2 separate regions of the Ovis aries genome follow, and region 1 is linked to region 2. Evidence: chromatin contacts called from public Hi-C data. All regions are on one chromosome and are shown on one strand. Each heading gives the region's core, a stretch centred on a gene start, on an enhancer-like site or on the middle of the called end of the contact. The rest is flanking DNA. Distances are from core to core; before and after follow the strand shown.

Region 1 (6,572 bases), core at 202-2,701, 79 kb after region 2:
CCACCCATGGGGTGCCCCCTCTTGGATGACCCGGGGCGGTCCTTACCCGAGTCGCTTGGGCTCTCGGACCCCGAGCAGGCCTGGGTCTTGGGCTCGCCCAGCGGACAGGGGGCAGCGGGCGCCGGGTTGCCGGCTTCGAGGCTGGGAGCGCAGTCCGGGGCGGCGGGCGCCTTGGGCGGGTTCCCCCGGGGCGCGCCAGCGACAAGCCGGTCGCTCACCGCTCTCTCCAGCCGTTCCCGGGCCGAAAAGCCGCTCCACATACAGTCTCGGCGGATGATGGAAGCGTAGTTCCTGCCCCAAGCTTTCGAGTGACCCCGGGATTCTGCATCGTCCCCGGCGCCTCCTCCGGGCCACGGCTCCGGAGGACCAATTCCGGGGCCCGCGTCTCCGTCGCCGGGACCGGAGCTCCAGGGCGGCGACGTGGGGGGCGACGGCACCAGCTCGAATTTCTTCCAGATGTCCTCGCTGGGCGCCGTGGAGCGGTAGAAATCCTCTCCGCAGTCATAGTCGTAGAAATAGTGCTGGTACGAGTCGAAGTCCATGTCCGCTCCCTGCGGGAGGGAAGGGGGATGTGCTGACCCAGGTGCGGGCCCAGGGAGGGAAGCGTCCCCCGGCCCCCCAGTAGAGCTGGCTGCCAGGCTCTCGTACGTCTCCAACCTCACGGCTTGGAGCCCGCGCCCTTCCCTAGCGTCCCGGGCAGCCCGGACCCAGGTCAGCGTGCCTGGGGAAGCTGCTCACAGCGCGCGGACTAGGCTGCAGGGAGCGAGTTCAAAGCAAACTTTGCCAGCGCCGCCCGGAGCGCAGCTCCGAGGGCCCGGCCGGGTCGGGCGGGGGCGCGCTGTGCCCAGAAGGCAGCCTGCAGCCTGTCCCCCGGAACCCGCGCCCGTTCCCAGGCTGCCCGCAGCCTCACCTCGCTCCCGCCACCGGCCACCTGGAGCGGACCGGCTCCCCGCCCGCTCGGGGCAGCGAAGCAGCCCGCACACTTGCACATGCGCGCCACCGAGTGCGAGGCCCGCACACAAGCGCTAGCCTCCCAGCGCGCGCTCCCGCCCTCGCTCGCGCACGGCGGCCCGGACGCTCCCGGGAGCGGCGCGGGAGCGCGAGGTGCAGGCGCATTGTTTCCAAGCGGCCTTATATCTCGTCGCGCGCCCGCGGCTCAGGGACAGGGGGCGGGCCCTACGGGACCAGCCCCGCCCACGCCCCGCCTCCTCGGTCGACAGGTGGGGGCTGTGGAGTCCCAGGCCCACCAAATGAACTGCACAGTGCGGAGCGCGGAGCTGGCGGCGGGCTGATGCGGCCCGGCGGTCGATCGGTGGGGTCGTAACTCTTTAGAGAGGCTCGGGAGGTCCTCCGGAGGCTGAGCGAGAACGGAGCTCCTTGCATACTCTGGGTTCAGGAAAACTACTCCTTGCTCCGCGAGCCTACTTCCCCGAGCTCGCCCCGTTTAGTTTTGGTACGTCTGGCCCGCGAGAGGTGAGGTGGTAGGGGGCAGCCGCACCTCGACCGCGCCACCTGCTGGTCCTCAGCCTTAAACCCCAGCCCGGTCCCCGGCACTGTCTTCCTCACCCTTTGGCCCCGCTTCATCAGCTTGGTGTTCCCAAACCTGGACGGACCTCAGCGAAGCAAGGTGGTGAAGATTCCGGAGCCTGAAATTGAAACTTTCTGAGCTTCAGTCTCATCTATAAAATGAAGGGATGGTAATACCTCACAGAACTGTTGTGAGGGTTTAAGAAGACAGTATCTAGGGAAGGGAACTAGGCCAGGAGAGGCAAGCAGAACAAATTTAGCTCCTGGTGTGGGTGATAAGGAGAATTTTCCCCCAAGAACAGATCAAGGCGATTCCCCTCCCTCAAACCACACACAAAACATTCTGTATCAGCTGTCCTAATACAGGAAAGAATGGGAGTTTGGAGTCTGGAAACTTCATTCAAGCCTTTGTTTTGCTACTTGCTAGCTCTACAGTCAAGCCCTTTTAAGCCTCCATTTACTTATCTGTAAAATGAGAATCTGGATTGTAGCTGTATCTCTGGCCAAGATGATGGACATATAAACCTTGTATCCTCTTCTACACAGACTTCCTTCAGTAGAAGAGGAAAAGCTAAACTATGGGGTATTCTATTCAGACCAAGGAAAGTAACCTGGGATAGCAGCCAATACATCTAGAATGCTCTAACTGGCCTTCAAGGTCTGGTCTACAAGCAGCAGCCGGATTACTGCTGTCTTTCTCTCCCACCGCTGTGGTCTAAGAACACCAAACTACTCACTGATGAAACCCCAGCAGAGGGATGTGAGATGTGCAAGCAGCTCAGTGTGGCTGGAGCATGAGACACTAAACACGAGTTGATATACAAGTTGGCAGAAAAGGAAAGAAAGATGACAGCCTCTGTTTTGCATATGTTAGCTTGAAGGTGCATGTGGACATCTCTGAAGGCAGCAACTAGTTCTTACTAGCTTTGCAATTTAAGTACATAGAACAGCTTGTGACTGAACTTACTAAGTGACTCAGCCAACCAGATTTTATTGAGAGAGCCTGTGTGTCCTGCTTTGTGCTGAATGGAAGGCACAGATCAGAGAGGTTCCAGGTTGGTTGCAGCCCTGAGGCAGAGGGGTTGGAATTGTCTTTGGGGAACTTGTTCTCTGGTCTACAGATATCTGAAATGGTTGCTATACTAGTCGGAGTTCTTGGTTACAAACGACAGATACATTTAAGCAGAAAATCATTTTACTGGGAAGATTTGGGGCATAGAATCCATGGGAGGCTTGGGAATATGTGCTTGAGAAATGGATCTTCTTTCTCTGTCAAGATGAGATTCATTACTCAACAGCCCCTCCCCATGGTTCATTGTAGTAGGTGATTTCTGGAGACAACCAGGATGTGTCCTCACCTCAAGAACTAGAATAAAGTAAATTAAGTTGTCTTCTGAGAGTTAGACTGCTCCTTCACAGGCATACTTTGTTTTCCTCACCAGACTGTAAGCTCACTGAGGGCTAGGTCAGATGTCAGCCTTGTTGACTGCTGCAACTCCAGAGTTTAGAACAGAGCCTGACACGTCGGAGGTGCTTCATAAATGTGTTGCCTGTTTGGAGACAAGTCTCTAATGCTTTAATGTAGAAATGTGCCAGTCTACCTACTGGAGACAGAATCACTGTCAGGCTCAGTCTAGACTGTAACCTGAATAAAGGTATTGATACAACTAAAGAGAAGGAGGTGCTAGTAAGAAGGAGTCTGGACAGTCAACAAAACAGAGATCAAGAAGCAATCACCAGAGTGTCATCCTAGCCCTGTCTGGGGACAAAGATGCTGGTCCAGGAACAAGGGAGATGGAAACATCATTCTTTGAAACAGCCCAATTCACCGCCCCCTCCCCACTTCACTTATGATCTGGATCACCAAGCAACCTGCTGAAAACCACTGTTCCCTATGTAGATCCGCCCACAGGGAGAGAATGCACTCATCAGTGAACAAGAAGATCCAGTCTGCTTCAAAGCCCTGCTTCCCCTTATAACTTAATGAATTGGCATCTGATTTGAAATATTACTCTCCTGAGCCTGGTTAATGTGCGTCTGTTCTGCAGAGATGCTGCTGCTTTTAGGGCTAACAGCTCTGGCTTCTGAGTGATGTCTGGACCTAGGATGATGATGAATTCATGAATTCAAAAACTGAAAAAATTCAGTTTTTCTGCAATTTTAAATTTTATTTCCTTTTTTAGAAACAATTATGTTATGTTATTTAATTATTTGACTGTTTTGGTGCCTGGTTTCAGCGCACAAACTCTCTTGTGGCTCATGGACTTAGTTCCTCTGAGACACCTGAGATCTTAGTTCTCTGATCAGGAATTGAACATGCTTCCCCTGCATTGCAAGGCAGATTCTTAACCACTGGACCACCAGGGAAGTTCCTCCTTTGCTTTACTGAAAACATATTTTGAATAAAAAAATACATGTAAATCATTTTTCAAAATCAACTAAATGTTCAGTTCATTTCAGTCACTCAGTCGTGTCTGACTCTTTGTGACCCCATGAACCACAGTATGCCAGGCCTTCCTGTCCATCACCAACTCCCAGAGTTCACCCAAACCGGTGTCCATTGAGTTGGTGACGCCATTCAACTATCTCATCCTCTGTTGTTCCCTTCTCCTCCTGCCCTCAATCTTTCTCAGCATCAGGGTCTTTTCCAATGAGTCAGCTCTTCACATCAGGTAGCGAAAGTATTGGAGTTTCAGCTTCAACATCAGTCCTTCCAATGAACACCCAGGACTGATCTCCTTCAGGATGGACTGGTTGGATCTCCTTGCAGTCCAAGGGACTCTCAAGAGTCTTCTCCAACACCACAGTTCAAAAGCATCAATTCTTTGGCGCTCAGCTTTCTTTACAGTCCAACTCTCACATCCATACATGACTACTGGAAAAATCATAGCCTTGACTAGGTGGACCTTTGTTGGCAAAAGTAAGGTCTCTGCTTTTTAATATGCTGTCCAGGTTAGTCATAACTTTCCTTCCAAGGAGCAAGTGTCTCTTAATTTCATGGCTGCAATCACCATCTGCAGTGATTTTAGAGTTCCCCAAAGTAAGTCTGTCACTGTTCCCACTGTTTCCCTATTTATTTGCCATGTAGTGATGGGAGCAGATGCCATGATCTTAGTTTTCTGAATGTTGAGCTTTAAGCCAACTTTTTCACTCTCCTCTTTCACCTTCATCGAGAGGCTTTTTAGTTCTTCTTCACTTTCTGCCATAAGGGTGGTGCCATCTGCATATCTGAGGTTATTGATATTTCTCCCGGCAATCTTGATTCCAGCTTGTGCTTCTTCCAGCCCAGCGTTTCTCATGATGTACTCTGCATATAAGTTAAACAAGCAGGGTGACAATATACAGCCCTGACATACTCCTTTCCTGATTTGGAACCAGTCTGTTGTTCCATGTCCAGTTTAACTGTTGCTTCCTGACCTGCATACAGGTTTCTCAAGAGGCAGGTCAGGTGGTCTGGTATTCCCATCTCTTTCAGAATTTTCCACAGTTTATTGTGATCCACACAGTCAAAGGCTTTGGCATAGTCAATAAAGCAGAAATGTTTTTCTGGAACTCTCTTGCTATTTCGATGATCCAGCAGATGTTGGCAATCTGATCTCTGGTTCCTCTGCTTTTTCTAAAACCAGCTTGAACATCTGGAAGTTCGCAGTTCACATATTGCTGAAGCCTGGCTTGGAGAATTTTGAGCATTACTTTACTAGCGTGTGAGATGAGTGCAATTGTGCGGTAGTATGACAAGGTTAAAAAATAAAAGGTAATCTTCTCCTCTCCCCTTACCATCCCTGATTCCCATCCCCCAAAGGCAACTACTGGTTTACCAGGCTTTTTGTTCCTCATATTTCCTTCCATATTTTGACCAATACAGACGATCTAATTTTAAAATTGGGAGAAGGGCATATAAAGAACAGAAATTTATTTCCCACAGCTGTTGGCTGGGAAGGTCAATAGGAATTTTTAAATTCCTATTTATATTTAAAATAGAAGGAGATGGAAAAAAACAGGAGATGTAGGGGTTTCCCTGTTGGCTCGGTGGTAAAGAATATGCCTGCCAATACAGGAGACACAAGTTCGATCCCTGATCTGGGGAGATCCCCTATGCCTTGGAGTAACTAACCCCATGTGCCACAACTGCTGAGCTTGTACTCTAGAGCAAGGAAACCATAACTGTTGAGCCTACATGCTGCAACTTACTGAAGCCCATGTGCCCTAGAGCCCGTGCTCCACAACCAAGAGAAGCCACTGCAATGCAACTAGGAAAAAAAAAAAAAAGGTCACCCAACAATGAAGACCCAGCACAGTCAAAAATAAATACATGAAAATAAATAATTATAAAAATAGAATAGAAGGAGATGTAACTCTTATATTTCCTTTTCCATCACACATACTTTGTCTTCCCTTATTCATCCAAATAGAATTACAAATCAATTCCTTGTCCTTGGGTGTGTGCTCAGTGGTGTCCAGCTCATGTGACCCCATGGACTGTAGCCCACTTAGCTCCTCTCTCTGTGGAATTTTCCAGGCAAGAATACTGGAGTGGGCTGCCATTTCCTACTCCAGGAGATCTTCCTGACCCAGAGATCGAACCCGCATCTCCTGCATTGGCAGGCAGATTCTTTACCACTGAGCCACCTGGGAAGCATCTTTTACAGATCAATTATGAAATAAATATTCAATATATATAATGTTCTGACTGTAGAGTATGGTTTATGGATTGTAAGTATGGATTACTCTGACTACATTTCCTTTATTTTTTTAGATTTTCTAGTTGGTGCTTGGCGGATCTTCAGCTGCTGCATGTCAACTCTTAGTTGTGGCCTGTGAGATCTAGTTCCCTGACCAAGGATTGAACCTAGGCCCCCTGCATTGGGAGCCTAGGCCCCCAGTCTTAGTCACTGGACTGCCAGGGAAGTCCCTTCATGTTCTCTCTTAAAACATTTATTTTCAGAGTTAAATTGTAATTTTCTTTTTGGCTTAGATATCAATGTAGATATTCCTTTCTATGGATATTTTTAATCTATGTAAATGAATTTAACCCTTCACATTCC
Region 2 (6,931 bases), core at 2,651-5,150:
AGTCTGGAAATAGCCCAAATGTAATAAGGAAATAACCTGCTGATAAACTCTGCCACACCCCATCATGTACTATAAAGCTCACAGAAGAAAGCTCTCTATGGACTGATTACACTACAGAACACCTTTTAAAATATAATTTATATTTTTAAATTATTTATTAATTTATTTGCCCATACCAGATCTTCATTGCAGCATGCAGGATCTAGTTCCCTGACCAGGGATCAAACCCAGGGCCCCTGCAGTGGGAGCACAGTCTTAGCCACTGGGCCACCAGAGGAGTCCCCGAAACACTTTTTTAAGTGAAAAAGGTAAGATGCAGAGTATAGTATGTCCTCCCTTGAGTAAAAGAGGGGTGTGAATGAATAAGAATGCATATCTGTATTTGACTGTATTTACTCACCTGAAAAGGATACATAGAAAGCTAATAAAGTGGACTACTTGTAGGGCGTGTGCTAAGACACTTCAGTCGTGTCCGACTCTTTGCGACCCCATGGACTGTAGCCCATCAGGCTCCCCCGTCCATGGGATTTTCCAGGCATGAATACTGGAGTGGGGTGCCATTTCCTCCTCCAGGGGATCTTCCCAGCCAGGGATCGAGCTGGCATCTCTTACTTCTGCTACATTCAGTTCATTTCAGCCACTCAGTCGTGTCTGACTCTTTGCGACACCATGGACTTCAGCACGCCAGGCCTCTCTGTCCATCACCAGCTCCCAGAGCCTACCCAAACTCATGTCCATCGAGTCGGTGATGCCATCCAACCATCTCATCCTCTGTCATCCCCTTCTCCCACCTTCAATCTTTCCCAGCATCAGGATCTTTTCCAATGAGTCAGTTCTTCACATCAGGCGGTCAAAGTATTGGAGTTTCAGCTTTAGCATCAGTCCTTCCAATGAATATTTAAGACTGATTTCCTTTAGGATTGACATGTTGGATCTCCTTGCAGTCCAAGGGACTCTCAAGAGTCTTCTCCAACACCACAGTTCAAAAGAATCAGTTCTTCGGCACTCAGCTTTCTTTACAATCCAGCTCTCACATCCATACATGACTACTGGAAAAATCAGAGCTTTGACTAGACGGACCTTTGTTGACAAAGTAATGTCTCTGCTTTTTAATATGCTGTCTAGGTTAGTCATAACTTTCCTTCCAAAGAGCAAGTGTCTTTTAATTTCATGGCTGCAATCACCATCTACAGTGATTTTGGAGCCCCCCAAAATAAAGTCTGTCACTATTTCCACTATTTCCCCATCTATTTGCCATGATGTGATGGGGCCAGACACCATGATCTTAGTTTTCTGAATGTTGAGTTTTAAGCCAACTTCTTCACTCTCCGTTTTCACTTTCATCAAGAGGCTCTAGTTCTTCGCTTTCTGCCATAAGGGTGGTGTCATCTGCATATCTGAGGTTATTGCTATTTCTCCCGGCAATCTTGATTCCAGCTTGTGCTTCATCCAGCCCACTGTTTCTCATGATGTACAATAAGCAGGGGGACAATATACAGCCTTGACGTACTCCTTTTCCTGTTTGGAACCAGTCTGTCGCTCCATGTCCAGTTCTAATTGTTGCTTCCTGACCTGCATACAGGTTTCTCAAGAGGCAAGTCAGGTGGTCTGGTATTCCCATCTCTTTCAGAATTTTCCACAGTTTATTGTGATCCACACAAAGGCTTTGGCATAGTCAATAAAGCAGAAACAGATGTTTTTCTGGAACTCTGTTGCTTTTTCAATGATCCAGCGGATGTTGGCAATTTTATCTCTGGTTCCTCTGCCTTTTCTAACACCAGCTTGAACATCTGGAATTTTACAGTTCACATACTGTTAAAGCCTGGCTTGGAGAATTTTGAGCTTTACTAGCGTGTAAGATGAGTGTAATTGTGCAGTAGTTTGAGCATTCTTTGGCGTTGCCTTTCTTTGGGATTGGAATGAAAACCGACCTTTTCCAGTCCTGTGGCCACTGCTGAGTTTTCCAAATTTGCTGGCATATTGAGTGCAGCACTTCCACAGCATCATCTTTTAGGATTTGAAAGAGCTCAACTGGAATTCCATCACCTCCACTAGCTTTGTTTGTAATGATGCTTCCTAAGGCCCACTTGACTTCCCATTCCAGGATGTCTGGCTCTAGGTGAGTGATCACACCATCATGATTAGCTGGGTCATGAAAATCTTTTTTGTATAGTTTTTCTGTGTATTCTTGCCACCTCTTCTTAATATCTTCTGCTTCTGTTAGGTCCATACCATTTCTGTCCTTTATTGTGCCCATCTTTGCAGGAAATATTCCTTTGATATCTCTGATTTTCTTGAAGAGATCTCTAGTCTTTCCCATTCTATTGTTTTCCTCTATTTCTTTGTGCATTGATTGCCGAGGAAGGCTTTCTTATCTCCTTGCTATTCTTTGGAACTCTGCATTCAAATGGGTATATCTTTCCTTTTCTCCTTTGCTTTTCACTTCTCTTCTTTTCTCAGCTACGTGTAAGGCCTCCTCAGACATCCATTTTGCTTTTTTGCATTTCTTTTTCTTGGGGATGGTCTTGATCCCTGTCTCCTGTACAATGTCATGAACCTCCGTCCATAGCTCTTCAGGCGCTCTGTCTATCAGATCTAATCCCTTGAATCTATTTTTCACTTCCACTATATAATCATAAGGCATTTGAGTTAGGTCATACCTGTTCATGGGGTCGCAAAGAGTGGAACAGGACTGAAGTGATTTGGCACATAGCACGTTTCCCCCTGGGTGCTAGGCTGCTTGTGTCCACCAGGGGGCAGAGAGAAGCCAGACATCCGGACACAGGCTCCATGTTTGCCTGAACTTCAGCCTTTCTTTCTGGTGAGAGATCCTGGTGTCAGGGACCTGACCCCCTGTTTCTCATGTTACGATAGGATAAACTGGGTGAGGGAGGGATAGTGACCGACCCAGGTGGCAGAGCCAGTTAGGAGCACAAGAGGGACCAGAACCAGGCGCTGCCTGGGAGAAGGCTTCTCTCAGTGGTGTTGGGAGCTTTTTCTAGGGAACCTCTCCTGAGTCCTTGCCCTGCTGTCTAGAGCTGGTTCAGGCCCATGAAGAGTGACCACCTCTGGAATGGCCTTCCTTCATCCAGCCCAGGGAATATCCAGGTCAGGGGAACAGGGTTTGGCCTGGGAATCAGGGGCCGAGGGTCATGGTCGGGGACTTTCCTCCCAGGCCTCGTTGCTCTGCATAAGACACTGCAGCTTGGATCTGCACACAGAGAAACAAGAAGCAAGTGGGGGTTGAAGTCCAGCTCCACGCCCTGCTCCACTTGGCACAGCTGGGGGCCCTGGAGGAAGGCTGGGTCCACCTGGAGAAAGCAGCTTCCTTTTCTGAACCATCAGAAGCACCACTCGGGCTTCAGCGGCCCGGATGACAGCAGTCACTAGGGCACGGGGTGGGGAAAGGTGCTCTGCTGGCTAGGGCTGGGAGCTGGACCTGGGGCTCCGGGGTTTTCTGAACGAAAGAGCTGTGGTGAGGTGGTCTCTTGCCCAGATTCATGCTCCTGAAATCTTGCTCACAGGAAGGAGGGGAGAAAGGAGAAGGAATGGGCCATCGGCCGGCTACCCCTCAGGAGGCTGGACCTCCCCTCTGAGGAGCTTCCAGCTTTGCCCAAGATATGTCCCCCAAGAACCATGCCACTACCCTGAGGGGGGTGTCCAGAGTCCTCTACCTTTCACTCTCCTGGGACCCTCTGAAGACACCCTGGGGCAGAGTGGCAGTAACTGGAAGTCCAGGCAGCCCCGAAGGGCCCCTGGGTGGAAATGGGGTGAGAGGAAGAGCTCCCCATGGGATGCCCACTGCAGAGAGCCAGGCAGGTATTCCCGGCTGGGCCTCCTGAGGCCATGTAAGGACCTGGCCTGGGCTGGCCCGGAGGTCAGATTCCTCAGCCTGGGCGCTGCAGGCACAGGAGAGGCGGCCAGTCGTGGCGGGAGGATTCCTTTGTTCCAGGTATTTTCTCAACGGTGGGGCCGGGCTGCCTGCCAGGTGCCAGGGCGTGGCTCTGGCCTCCCGCGCACAAGCAGTTTTGCCGCCAAGCCCTGGCCTGGCAGCTCCTTCCCGCGCTTTCTCTGCCAGGCCCGGCAAAGGAGAGGCAGGGCCTGGGGGGCAGACAGAGCGGTCTGGACTCTCGGCCCCACCCAGCATCATTTAGGACTCAGGGTTCCTGGTGGTGGTTAGCATTTAGAACGAAATTCTTCCAAGAGAATGCATTAAAGATGTCTAAAAATACAAACTTCAGCTCAACAAAATATGGTAAAAGTGCAATGTTGGGCGTGGGCTCTGCCTGGATGTGAGTGAATCCCAGCTCCACCACCTCCTAGCTGTGTGAGCAGGGCAGTTACTCCCCCTTTGTGCCTCAGTCTCCACATCTGAGAATGAGAGAGGACAGTGCTACCTACCTCAGAGAAATGTTATGAGGATTTAGCAAGTTATTACATGTAAAGCTCTCAGACCAAAGTGTGGGGCAGGGTACGAGGTGTGGAAGTGTTTACTGAGAGCGTGATGGGGCATCAGTGAGGTAAATGTTAGCCCAGACTCTTGGCTGCACAGAACAGAAACCGCTCAGCCAAGCTGAATAAAACAGAAGAATTTAATACAAGTCTTCAGAGATGTCTCAAGGAACCCAAGGGTAGCAGGCAGCCAGGCCTCAAGGGAACAAGGTCAGGATCCTTAAAGCCATGGGGCAGGGGACGTCCCTGGTGGTCCAGTGGTTAAGAACCACCTTGCAATGCAGGTGATGTGGGTTCGATCCCTGGTTGAGGAACTAAGATCCCATACGCAGTGGGGCAACTAATCCCGCGCGCGACAGCTACCAAGTCTGTGCACTTCCATGAAAGATCCTGCATGACTGAACAAAGAGCCCGTATGCCACAATTAAGACCCAAAGGAGCTAAATAAATAAATAAATATTGGGGGGGAGGGGTGTGGTGGGGGAAACATGGAGAGGAGAGCAAGCTTCTCTTCCTCTCTGGGCCTCACTGTCTACTTCCTAAAACACATGGCCAAACGTGACCAGCTCTCGGTTCTCGGGGCAGATGAGCTCAGAAATGGACTGGCGTATCTGAAGCCCAACAGCAAAAGCAGGGCAGGGAGAACCCATATCCTAGTCTGGGTCGTGCACACAGAGCCCAGCAGCTGCAGCCAGGCCCAGAGACGGCAGCACAGGCGGGCTGACGCCCCCCAGAGCACCCACCTGCCCCCGTTGTGCTCCGGAGCAGGGAGCATGAGAAACCTGGGCCGCGGTCCTGGTACAGCCTCGGGAAATCACTATGTCTCTGGACCCCTTTCCTCTTCCACCCTCTTTTATCTCAGCGCTTGGGTTGTACTATAATGATGTGCTTGTGGATCCGTCTTCCTCGCTAGGCTGTGATTTTCATTCATTCTTTCAACATAATAAACGTCTACCAAGCACCACCCATGTGTTACGGGTACAGTGATGACTCCAACTCAGCTCTTGCTCCTCCCCAGGGGCTCTCTCTGGCTTGGCGTGTAGCCATGGGAAATAGGTCACAGCCTTAGTGTCTGTTCTGAAGACTGTCCTACACCTCTGATACTCAGTGACAGGATCCCACCCTTTTCATTTTATGAGGCTTATAAGGTTCCTGAGCTGCTATGGAAAATGAGTGTCCACAGGAAATGGGTCGGTTGGGGCATGGCATGGGTGGGCCCCAACCTCCTGCTGGGTGATTGATTCCAGGGCAACAGCAGGCAGCCGTTAAGAGAAGGACTTCACCGGCAAGTGAGGAGCAGAACGGGGATTGTGTTCCTCAGCACGGGTGATGGCAGGGCGGATGCAGAGCGCCATGGATGGTGACCGACGTGGGCTTGACTGTCCCAGCACAGCCTGACCCAGCTGCTGGGCAGCCTCTTGACACTGACTGTGCTCCTCTCCAAGGGGCTGCCAAAGAGTTCAGTGGCTAAACAACAACTGCCGATGAACAATGTTGTGATGGTTTCAGGTGGACAGCCAAGGGACGCAGCCATGCATATATATGTATCCATTTCCCCCCAAACTCCTCATATCCCTCTTTGGACTGGGTGGCAGACTTAGGCCAGATGGCAGAGGCAAACCTGACTCCTCCCAAGAGGTGCCCAGTGTGTCATCTCTGGTGGCACAGGGAGCCTCACAGCCTCCAGGGCCTTGCAGGGCAGCGCACAGGACAGAAGTCCAAGTAGGTGAGCTCTGGCGCCACACCTGCTTGAGCTCTGACGGATGCACTGGCCCACTGGAGACACAGTGTAATGCCTGAGCCGGTGCACCTCGGGGCAGCTGGGGACAGAACCACAGTGTTTCTGACAGGGACAAAAATAACTCAGTGGAGTTTCCCATGAGTTAAACCAAACATTCAAACTCTGAATACAAAGTGCATAAGGGTGAAAGTCACATATCATAAAAACACAGCAAACACCAAAGCCGGCTCTTCCTGCAAAACAAGTGGGAGCCGAGGCCTGGGAGCAGATGAGATCACTGAGATCATTCGGGGAGGGCTTGTGGCCCTGGAGGAGAGGAGGTCCAGCGAAACCAGCTTCCACAGGGGATGCAAAAGGGGGCGGGGGGCAGGGAGCCCTGACGGCCTCCGCTTGTATCTTCAGGGCTGACATCAGTGGGAAGTCCACAGATGCTTGATGACTGGCTTGATTTGTGTTTTATCTTCTGTAGACTATAGAAAGGGAAGAAAGAGTATATGGGGAAATACGTGTACCAATAAAAACAACACGAAACCAAATACATACTTATTTTTCAGATAACTAAATTAAGTATGTGTGAAACTGGATTTCACTCAGAGAGGGCTTAAACTGTAAACAAGATGAATACAAATTATCTCAGAATAATACCAGACTGTAAAGAATTTGCCTGCGCTGCAGGAGACCCAGGTTTGATCCCTGGGTCGGGAAGATCCCCTGGAGAAGGGCATGCATGGTAACCCG

The links. Hi-C and Micro-C count contacts between places; a contact is called where the count stands out from the background.
Region 1: a contact with region 2 is called in a Hi-C map of liver, with 6 times the contacts expected there. The contact joins the promoter of MYCL here to the enhancer-like site in region 2. A contact is called at or near these places in 12 of 16 Hi-C or Micro-C datasets (blood, hypothalamus, liver and 5 more).

What each region holds. Positions count from the first base shown.
Region 1 is chr1:14,526,857-14,533,428 of ARS-UI_Ramb_v3.0, forward strand. It overlaps MYCL (MYCL proto-oncogene, bHLH transcription factor), which reads right to left and starts at 1,452. Exons shown (of 3, transcript XM_042246096.2): 1 at 1,248-1,452; 2 at 47-551. The coding sequence starts at 542.
Region 2 is chr1:14,445,706-14,452,636 of ARS-UI_Ramb_v3.0, forward strand. No RefSeq gene overlaps it. Among named protein-coding and RNA genes, the nearest start is that of BMP8B, 24 kb to the left of the region's middle. Within about 2 kb of position 3,901, at least 12 of the 54 cell types and tissues checked have an H3K27ac peak or open chromatin away from gene starts, as enhancers often do. A contact at or near this core is called in liver, where this site is marked.